Linked DNA regions of Sus scrofa: region 2 is linked to region 1. A link is a contact called in public HiChIP or PLAC-seq data. All regions are on one chromosome and are shown on one strand. Each heading gives the region's core, a stretch centred on a gene start, on an enhancer-like site or on the middle of the called end of the contact. The rest is flanking DNA. Distances are from core to core; before and after follow the strand shown. Region 1 overlaps PRR5L (proline-rich protein 5-like). Region 2 overlaps LOC102163604 (a long non-coding RNA gene).

Evidence for each region. HiChIP or PLAC-seq counts read pairs in DNA pulled down with a chosen protein or histone mark.
Region 2: a contact with region 1 is called in an H3K27ac HiChIP or PLAC-seq map of alveolar macrophages. The contact joins two enhancer-like sites. A contact is called at or near these places in 2 of 47 Hi-C or Micro-C datasets (embryonic fibroblasts and fetal skeletal muscle) and 1 of 2 datasets of contacts at active chromatin or transcription factors (alveolar macrophages).

Annotation. Positions count from the first base shown.
Region 1 is chr2:24,644,606-24,649,797 of Sscrofa11.1, reverse strand. PRR5L (proline-rich protein 5-like) reads left to right here. Exons shown (of 11, transcript XM_021083180.1): 11 at 1,684-2,933. The coding sequence ends at 2,069. Among named protein-coding and RNA genes, the nearest start is that of TRAF6, 39 kb to the right of the region's middle. Within about 2 kb of position 2,332, at least 3 of the 83 cell types and tissues checked have an H3K27ac peak or open chromatin away from gene starts, as enhancers often do. A contact at or near this core is called in alveolar macrophages, where this site is marked.
Region 2 is chr2:24,840,473-24,845,092 of Sscrofa11.1, reverse strand. It overlaps LOC102163604 (a long non-coding RNA gene), which reads left to right. Exons shown (of 7, transcript XR_002341511.1): 2 at 1,527-1,582; 3 at 1,955-2,203; 4 at 3,741-3,816; 5 at 4,305-4,449. Among named protein-coding and RNA genes, the nearest start is that of COMMD9, 24 kb to the right of the region's middle. Within about 2 kb of position 1,757, at least 17 of the 83 cell types and tissues checked have an H3K27ac peak or open chromatin away from gene starts, as enhancers often do. A contact at or near this core is called in alveolar macrophages, where this site is marked.

The sequences.
Region 1 (5,192 bases), core at 1,083-3,582:
CTACCACATTATCTCTCCTAGTGTAAACTCTTGGTGAATGCTTGTTGATGAAATGTCTGTTAAGAGACACAAAAATAGTAAATTGACAGGGATTATGAGTCCTAATGTCATTTTTGAAGCTTTAGCCCTTGGACAGATTTTTTTAAATTACTCAATGAATTTTATTAATTTATAGTTGTACCATGATCATCACAACCAAATTTTATAGCATTTGCCCTTGAACAGATTATTAAATTTTGAACCTTAAAAAAAAAAAAAAAAGCACTGGTAATCCCTCTACCAAAAGGTAACTACTATTAATATTTTGATGTATCATTCGCTCAGTTTTTATATGTGTGTGCATGTATGTGTGTGTAATCCCAGTTTTACTTTATAAAGGGAAAAAATAGCATATAATAATACTGCTTATATTCTGCCTTTGTCACTAAATATTATACAGTGAACATTTTTTTAATGTTCCTCAATAGTCTTTGAAAATATCAAAATTTCTATCTTTAGCCACAGTGCCTTTGCCCAAGTTCAGAACTGCATGTCTGTTAACCTACGGAGGGCTGCATCTGGGGCTCCATGTGGCCAGGGCCAGTGCTGCTCCTGCCTCCTCCCCACCCCACCCTCTCTCACTACCTTTCTGGCCCTCAGCTTGACCCTTGGCTGCCCCTCCCTGGGCCTTGTATTTGCTGGCTTCTGTCTCTCTCACTACCTTTCTGGCCCTCAGCTTGATCCCTTGGCTGCCCCTCCTCCTCCCTGGGCCTTGTATTTGCTGGCTTCTGTTTTGTCAGTCTCTGGTGCTGGCCAGAGTGAGGTCTGGAATGAGACAGACCTTGTCTGAATCCCAGCTCTACTGCATTCTAGCTGTGTGAGCGGAGGTAAGTTACTACCTCTGATCATCATGTTATCTCCCACTTTACAGAGGAGAAAACGATCATAATTTAGGTTACGTTTTTAGGATTCAAGGATGAATGCATCTCATGATTTAGCATAGTTTTTAGAATACAGTGAGAGCTCAAGAAGTAGCAGTTTTATAATTTGTGTCCAGCCCTCTCTGCCTCTATGGAGGCCACCCATGGAGCCTCGTTCATTCTTTGGTTGAGTCCAGAGCATTGACTTGAACAGAACGTGGGTCTCAAACCACTGACCTGCTGGGAGCGCTGGTAGTCCTGGTTCAGAACAGTCTGGAGATGTCCCACTGCCCTTGCTTTGATAGCTGAGGCCCCCCCAGTTGTCTGTTCCTCTGGATTTACGCCTATGAAGCCTTTTCTACTTCCTCTGTTGACAAGGCAGAGGGTACATCATGCTGAGTAGAACCAGAGGGCTTTTGGTTGGTCCAGCCAGTGCCCAGGTCTTCAAAGAAAACTGGTTGAGAGGGAATCAAGGGCAAAGCCAGTGAAGCTCAGGCAGCAGCTGGAAAAGACTGGAGGCTCCCTTGGACCTCATCTATCATGGAAAGTCCTTTGGTGGCCCCTACTATGAGGGGCGTGTTGGTCATAGGCAGTATCAGGCATTAAGTAGATAAAGTTGCACGAGGAAGCATTTGACCTGGCCAAGTTCTTCCCTTCTACTTCAGGGTCTCATTTAAAACTGTCCCTGAGGGTGGAGCCACCACTTTCCTCTTCCCCGAAACTAATTAGGAGTTTTTGACACCAACTCTCCAATTACCCGTCTTTATTGGTCTTTCTCTTGCAGCCCGGCGCCACTCCAGGGTCCGGCCCAAGGTCACACTCCTGAACTATGCTGCACCAGTCAGCCGCCCACTGAATGAGATGGCCCTGACCCCTCTGACGGAGCAAGAGGGGGAGGCCTACCTAGAGAAGTGCGGCAGCATCCGGCGGCACACAGTGGCCAATGCCCACTCGGACATCCAGCTGCTGGCCATGGCCACCATGATGCACTCAGGCTTAGGGGAGGAGGCTGGCAGTGAGGACAAGTGCCTGCTCCTGCCGCCCAGCTTCCCCCCACCCCACCGGCAGTGCTCCAGTGAGCCCAACATCACCGACAGCCCAGAAGAGCCGGAGCAGGTGGCAGCGGGCAGCCAGGAGGACTCGGAGCTGAACTGTGCTTCCCTCAGCTGAACGCCTGCCTCCGGAACCTCCTAGCCCAGGCCTGGCAACCAGGATGGAGGACGGCTCCGCCCCAGGGATCACCCGGAGGCTCTTCCTCTGGGCAGTGCTGCCCTAGGGCCTCTTCAGGTACAGGCCTAGTCTAGGTGCCGTAGGCAAACTCCCTGTCGTAAGCCTCTCTCCATTTTCATGATTCTGACCATTGCTCTGTGGCCACACAGACCCAAATGCCTAATGTCCACCTTCTGACTTTCAGCCTCGCCTGCCTGACTCACCTCACTTCCTGCTCTCTGGGCTTTTCCCCTCAGATAGGGGACTCTCCCAGGCTCCCCAGTCCCAGTGCCCCTGTGTTCCCTGAGCAGGTCATCTGAGCTACAGGAGCCACACACAAAAACAGCAAGGAGATGTTGGCGTGTGAGGTTCCCTCTGAGGTCTTGTGATACAGAGGCTGCTGGGCCTGTGTGGAGTGTGAGGAGACCTCAGCCCCTCCCAGGCCTGATTCTGGGAAGGCATCATTCATTTCAGTTACAGAATTACCAAGAGTGTCCCCACTGGTGGGTGAGGGTCTGCCCTCCTCTATATCCAGACCCTACATGCTGCCTTGGGCTTTAGCCCAGGAGGTCATAGGGCCAGAGGATCCCCGTCTTTGATGAAGCCTCAGCATTCCCCTCTCAAGCTTCTTCCTGACTCAAGGAACTCACCTCCCCGGTGGAGTAGCTATGCCTGCCTCCCGCTCTGACTTCAGAAATGGATTCTTCTCCTCTTGTGGTGGAGGGGCCAGCTGATCCCCACCAACTAGTCTGTTCCTGGATTTGACTTGAATTTTTTAAAAGTGCATCGTTTCAAAAATAAATTGCTTGCAAACATTTGCACATAGGATCGTGCACTGCTCATTTCCAATGGGATGTGTCTTCAAACCGAAAGATAAGCAGAACCCCTAGGAAAGGAGACTGGTAGTGGTCCAGGGTAAAAGTGATTGGGGTGGGCAGGGCTCAGAGGCTGTAGAGCTCCAGCAGCAGCCGGACTTGAATCCAGAACAGCCTGTGTTTGTGAGTGTCGTGGTTTACAGGAAAAGCTGCACTGAGGTAGGGAGAGTCAGCTTGCCTCATAAGCAGAGGGTTCTAGCAAATGGGATGTCTCAGTGCTGTACAGCGGGGGTGAGATGTGGGCATGAGCTTTTGGATTTTCATTCCCTGTGATTAAACAAGTGCCCAGAAGTGGCTGGAATGTCTTAACCTGTGGAGTCTCAAAATGTTCTTTGGGGCAGCAGGCTTTGGCACTGTGCTACATATATCTTCAATACTGCTCCCTCCATCTAGGTCTGGAGGTCTGGGTTTTTTTTTTAATCTCCCTTGACCCACACCCAACCCCATTCTTTCTGTATTGGTCTGTCGGCTGCACTGATAACAGCTCCAGAAAAAAGAGGAGGCCCTTGACCCAGGTGGCACCTTCTAGGTGTCCTGTTAGTCTCTGGAAACTTTATGAAATGTCAGAGATGTGAGCCAGCTTGGCTTCCAATAAGGCAGGAGGTAGCTGGGAGAGGATGAGGACAGTTTAAGCTGCCAGCAGGGGACAAGACCTTCTAAGCTCACCTAAACCTTGACAGCATTTCCCTTGTGGGTGAAGCTTTGAAACATGACCAGAGTTGTGCTTTTGATGGCCAATAATTTAGAAAATTATTTTTTGGCTTTTGTCTATTCAGGGCCGCAACCATGGCATATGGAGGTTCCCAGGCTAGGGGGTCTAATCGGAGCTGCAGCTGCCAGCCTACACCAGAGCCACAGCAATGCTGGATCTGAGCCATAGCAATGCTGGATCCAAGCCACGTCTGCAACCTACACCACAGTTCACGGCAACGCCAGATCCTTAACCCACTGAATGAGGCCAGGGATGGAACCTGCATCCTCATGGATACCAGTCAGGTTGGTTAACCACTAAGCCATGATGGGAACTCTGGAAATTTTGTTTTAAAAGTTGTTTCATTTTCATCCTTTTAAAGAGTGATGGAAGAGAAATGTCCAAAGGAGATCTTCTGAGAATATCAAACAAAAAATAATCTCTGTATATGCGCTGGATAAAAATCCACAAATTCACTAACATGCATTAGTAAATGGAACATCAGTAGGTAACCAGCATGATGATTTATTTAACCTTTGGTTTCTGTCCTTATTGATACACTTAGTACCTGGGATTAGTATTTATTGATCCAGGCAAGGTAATTAATCATGCTTGGATTTGATTTTTTAGTTTACGACATGAATGATATATATGTTTTTAAATGCTTTTTCTTTCTTTTTTTTTTGGTCGTTTTAGGGCCATACCCACAACGTATGAGGTTTCCAAGCTAGGGGTCGAATCAGAGCTGAAGCTGCTGGCTTATGGCACAGCTACAGCCACAGCAATGCAGGATCTGAGGCATGTCTGTGACCTACACCGCAGCTCACAGCAATGCTGATCCTTAAGCCACCAAATAAGGCCAGGGATCTAACCCACATCCTCATGGATACTAGCCAGGTTTGTTTCCACTGAGCTACAACAAGAACTCCTAAATGCTTGTTCCAAATACTAAATGCCCCAATAAGGACAGCAGTTAAAACACGTAAGCTCTTAGGTTGAGAATGGGAGTGTCAGTACAGACCCAACGTACTTATTTGCTAATGACTATTGGCCAGTTTACAATTTATCTTTGATGTACACCCTCATATTTGTCCAGTAACTATCTCACACTGTACACATAAAAACTCTGTTGACGTTTATAAGCATTCTAGCCATCAGAGCTACTCCAAGAGTGACAGCGGTACTGTGTTAATCACTTTCTCTCCCCTTCAGAAGATAAAGATTCATTTTCATTATTTAAGCTAGGATCTTACTGTGGCTGAGGTTTAATGACAGGAAACAATCACGACTCTTAAACTCCAATGGCTCAGAAACCAAAAATCTTTCCACCAAAAAGGATTCAATAAATATCATTTTGTATGTGTTACCCTGTTCCCAGGCTGCATGTCTTGACTGAATTTGCAAGTGTGGCAGGTCCCTGTTAGATCTTTTATGCATCCTATGTGAGGAGCCTGCCTTCCCTGCCTCCGTGTCCCTTTTCCTGTCCCCCCCCACAGGGTTAGGCAGCAGCCTGACCTC
Region 2 (4,620 bases), core at 508-3,007, 200 kb before region 1:
CCCAAAACAGATGGCTGGACAGCCACGCCCAGGGCCCTGGCTGCCCAAAAGGTGCATGGTGGAAAAGCAGGGTGACCTTCCTGCAAGGTTAAGACGGAGAGAGGTCATGGCCAGAGCCGGCTCAGGGATTTCTGCCCTCAGTGCGGCCATCACTTCCCCTAGGCCTGGGTCCCGGGTTGCGTGGCTGAGATGAGTTCTCTTCTCCTTGGCCTCACTGTCCTCCAGCACTGTCCCTTCCAGCCTCAAAGACCAGCCAAGGCAGCAGGGAGGGGGGCTAGCCTGGCAGGTGGGGAGGAGAAGGTGGAGACCCTGACAGGCAGAAGATGTGGCTGCTGGACACAGGAAGTGTCAGTCAGTCAACCCTGGCCCCTGTCAGGCATTCATTCATTCACTCATTCATTCTTTCACTCATTCGTTCACTCATTCATTCATTCACTCACTCATTTGTTCATCATTTGTTCATTCACTCACTCATTTGTTCATTCACTCATTTGTTCATTTGTTCATTCATTCATTCACTCATTAGTTCATTCATTCGTTCATTCACTCATTCATTTGTTCATTTGTTCATTCATTCATTCACTCATTAGTTCATTCATTCGTTCACTCTTTCATTCGTTCATTCACTCGTTCATTTGCTCATTTGCTCATTAATTTGTTCATTCACTCATTCGTTCATTCACTCATTTGTTCACTCATTCGTTGGTTCACTCATTTGTTCATTCACTCATTAATTCTTTCACTCATTCCTTCAGTCACTCATTCGTTCAGTCACTCATTCATTTAGTCATTCGCTAAGTCAGTCACTCATTCATTCATGGCTCCACTCATTCAGTGCACACAGAGCATCTACCGTGACAGACAGTGTCCCAGGTGAAGGGCACCCAGTCTCTGTCCTTGAGAAAAGGTGGATCAAGGCCTGGACAGTGCTGGCCACCACGCCCTCTCGGCCAGTTCCTCCTCACCCAGTACCCACTCCCTCCAGCCCCTGGACCTCACGGTGTTTATTCTGATTGAAGCCCATTTCCTTAATCTTGTTTTATGACACTGACATGTAGGGAGAAATCAGATTATAAAGAACACTGAATGACATTTTTTCTGAGTGCGGCCTTTATGCTGAGAGCATGGAAAGTCTTTAAGTATTTTAGGCGAGGGATGGCATTCGATTCCCATTTAGAAAACACCTGCCTGCAAGGCGGAGGCGGGAGGGGGGCTGGGAGGGGAGGGTGGGAGACAGGAGGTGGGGAGAGCATTTGGAGCCTGCAGGCCCTGGGATGAGCGACGATGAGATGACAGGGCCCCTTGCCACCCCCACCTCACCCGGCACATCCACCTGCTCCCAGAAAAGAACGGAGGAGTCTTCCGACCAGGGAAGGCTGTGCCCCAGCAGAGGCAGCTCTCTGCTCCTGTTTGAAGTTTAACCGTCATTGATTGGGCAGCTTCCATTTCTCAGACACCTTCATGTATAATTAATCCCCTCCAATCGGCGTTGTCAGGAAAAATTAAACTTAATCTCTTTTTTTCAGAGTTGAAGAGACTGAGACTTGACTCTGGCTCCTTACCTGACCCAAGGGTTTAGCTAGTAAGTATGCAGTACAAGACCCTGTGGGCTCTACCAGGATAAAGCCTTATTTGGAAGAGACTCAGGTGCCGGACCCCAGGGTGGGATTTCTGGCACCCACCAGCCTGTGGGGGAAGCGTTGCAGAGGCAGTGGGTGCTTCCCAACCTGGGCCCATGGAACAGCCTTGAATGGGTTCCTTGGGCAGGCCTGCCCTGAACCTTCTCCCTCCTCTTTTGCTGCTTTGGGCCTGTGGGGGAGAGTTATGAAGGGGAGGGGGCCTGGGTCTGGGGGCTTTCTCTGCAGGAAGCTTCTCCCCTTGCCAGGTTTCTAGGAGAGGCTTGCCAGCTACCCCACCTTCCCCCCTCTTTCCCGGTCTTTGTTTCCCGTTCCAGCCCCAGTGGCCATAAGGAGAGCAACTGCGCCATCTGCTGGCCATCCTGGGCAAGCTCCGGCCGCGCCCCGGTGAGGAGTGGGTGGGAGGAAATTTCCCTGCGGAAGCGGCTTTGGGGCCTAAGAAGAATCTTGAGTCAAGAAAGGGGCTATAACAAGTGACAAGCTCTTCCACAGGGATAACCCAAGGGACAGAGCCCCATTTCAGCTGGTGGCAGGAAACTGTGCCAGTAGGAGCTCCGTGCACTCAGGTAAGGGGGATACAGCGATGAACAGTTCCGGGGGGGCGGGGGGAGGATGTGCCAAGGGGAGAGGCAAATACATAGGCAATTAAAATGCAGTGCGGTGACATGAACAGTGGGGGAAATGCAGGCAGACAAGACAGGTGATTAAGTTGACTTGCTCCAGGTCCCTGTTAGGTGCTGCTTCTGAATTCAGAGGGCGGAATACGAATTAAGCCAGGATAAAGGAAGGCATTTGGGAGAGAGGGTGCAGCCAGGCCTGGAAGTTTGTGCTGTCATCCTGCTCGGGCCCAGTGCTAGTCTCTCTTTTTCTGCCCCCTTGGGCACTTGGAGGGAATCCAGCACCGCTTCACTTGGAAATGCTGGCCCCTGCGTTAGTGGCAGCAGCTCAGAGGGCCACCCTCTGCCCTTCGCCATCACCCTGGCGAGATTCCCTCCTTCCCACACCCCTTCCTATCCGTTCCTCCTTCTGCGCAGGCAAGACTAGTGTGGTGGGGAGACTGCGGGGTGGCGCCCCTGCGGCCGCAGACCTGAAGTCAGTCACGGCCAGAAAGCACCGTGGCGAGAATGGAGAATGGTGCCAGTTGGTGCATGAGGGCCCAGCACCGGCAGATCCCTCTGCAGGTGTTAGCGTCAAGTGATCCGGGTTGAAAGGGACGCTGCTCAGGGAGACTTAGGAAGATCACTTTAAAATCAATGTTAATTCCGCTAGTCTGCCACTCTGACCAATTTGAAATATTTCAGCCATCATTTACTAATACCAGTCAGATCCTGGGTCTGTGGAAGGCGGGGCACAAATGAACACTTACTGGGGCGCCCACTGCGTGGAGTAGGAACTTTATCAGAGTTCCTGAAATCCTAACCAGGGGCCATCTCCTGAGCCAGTGGGTGTTTATTATACTGACCCCAGAGTCCTCTGATGTCCCTTAGCATCTCTCAATTCATTTATGGTGCAACTTGTTGGGACAGGATTGTGTTTCACTGTGTGCTATGCATCTTAGGTCACATGACTAGTCCAACATTGACACCAAAGCCAAGAAAGTCCTATTCTTCAGCCAAGGGGTCTACTTCCTAGCTTGCTATAAATCTAGGAGAGGCATTACCTAAGTGGTTATCTCCACTTGCAGGTGAGGTGTAAAAGCCCATCAGAGTCTTTCCCAAGAGCCCAGGTCTAACAGAAACTCAGCTTCCTGACTTACCTTAGCTCATGACATTTCCTCAAATAAAGAATGGTTCTTTGGAGTTCCCAATATGGCTCAGTGGTTAAGAATCCAACCAATATCCATGAGGATGTGGGTTCAATCCCTGGCCTCACTCAGCGAGTTAAGGATCCCTGCCCTAAGCTGCATGTAGGTCACCGATGCAGCCCAGATCTAGCATTGCAGTGGCTGTGCCTAGGCTGGCAGCTGCAGCTCCAATTCCAACCCTAGCCTGGGAACTTCTTAGGGCTGCACCTGCAAAAAAAAAAAAAAAAAAAGGTTCTCCCTCCTTGGTATCAACCAGGAAATACTACTAAGAAATCTCCTTTTCTTTCTTCCTTAAGTAGTTATAAAAAGGGCAGAACCACAGAAATATGAACACTGAAGGAAGAAGGAAGTTGTGCAAAGGTCAACATCATGCAGGTGAGAAAATGTTTAGGAACTGCCAAATGCAAGTCATGGAAGTCAGCAGTTACGGGAGCAAAATAATTCTTGTAAAAGTCCAACCACTGGCAAACTTTCAAAATGACAGGTAGCCAGTGTCTTCTAGATGAAAATATTTCTTATATGTCGTAAAAACTCTCACTTCTGATAACATCTCAGTTTATGGAACAAAATAATGAAGAGCCTTCTGAACCACACTGGACTCACTTCCTGAAAAATCTGTCAGCACCAGACCACAGAGCTTGACAAATGACTATGACACACAGTGCCCACTATGTTTGGAGAACTGGTGTGTGTGGGAAAGACCCAAATATCGGTTCCTCCTGTCACTGCCTTTGGACCTGAAAAGCACCGGAAGAGGGAAGTGGGAAGGCAGGACTGGTGGGGGGGGGGGGGGCTAAACGTCGCCAGATGCAGGGGAAAATGTGGCTTCTGTGAAGAACCCGTTTTCTTTTTCCAAAACCAAGGCAGGAATGGAGAGCACAGGCCTCTGAGTTGGGAACGGCCAGACGGGAGTGCTCGCTCGGCCCTGGCCCTCCCTCCTCCTCAGGATCGGGCGCGGACCCCAGGGGACGAGGCTCCACGGACGTCCTCGGCTACGGGGAACAGGCGGTAAGCTCTCCACGAAAATGTTTCCCCCCTTTCTCGTGCCACACTGGTGATGAGGGTTATTGTGAGAAAAGGTGGCGAGACGGCACGTGTGCTGTTTCCGTCCTTTGTTTATACGTATAAACCAGTTTAGGCAAAAAGGAGTCTTTGGTTCAGATGTCAGGGGACAGCAGT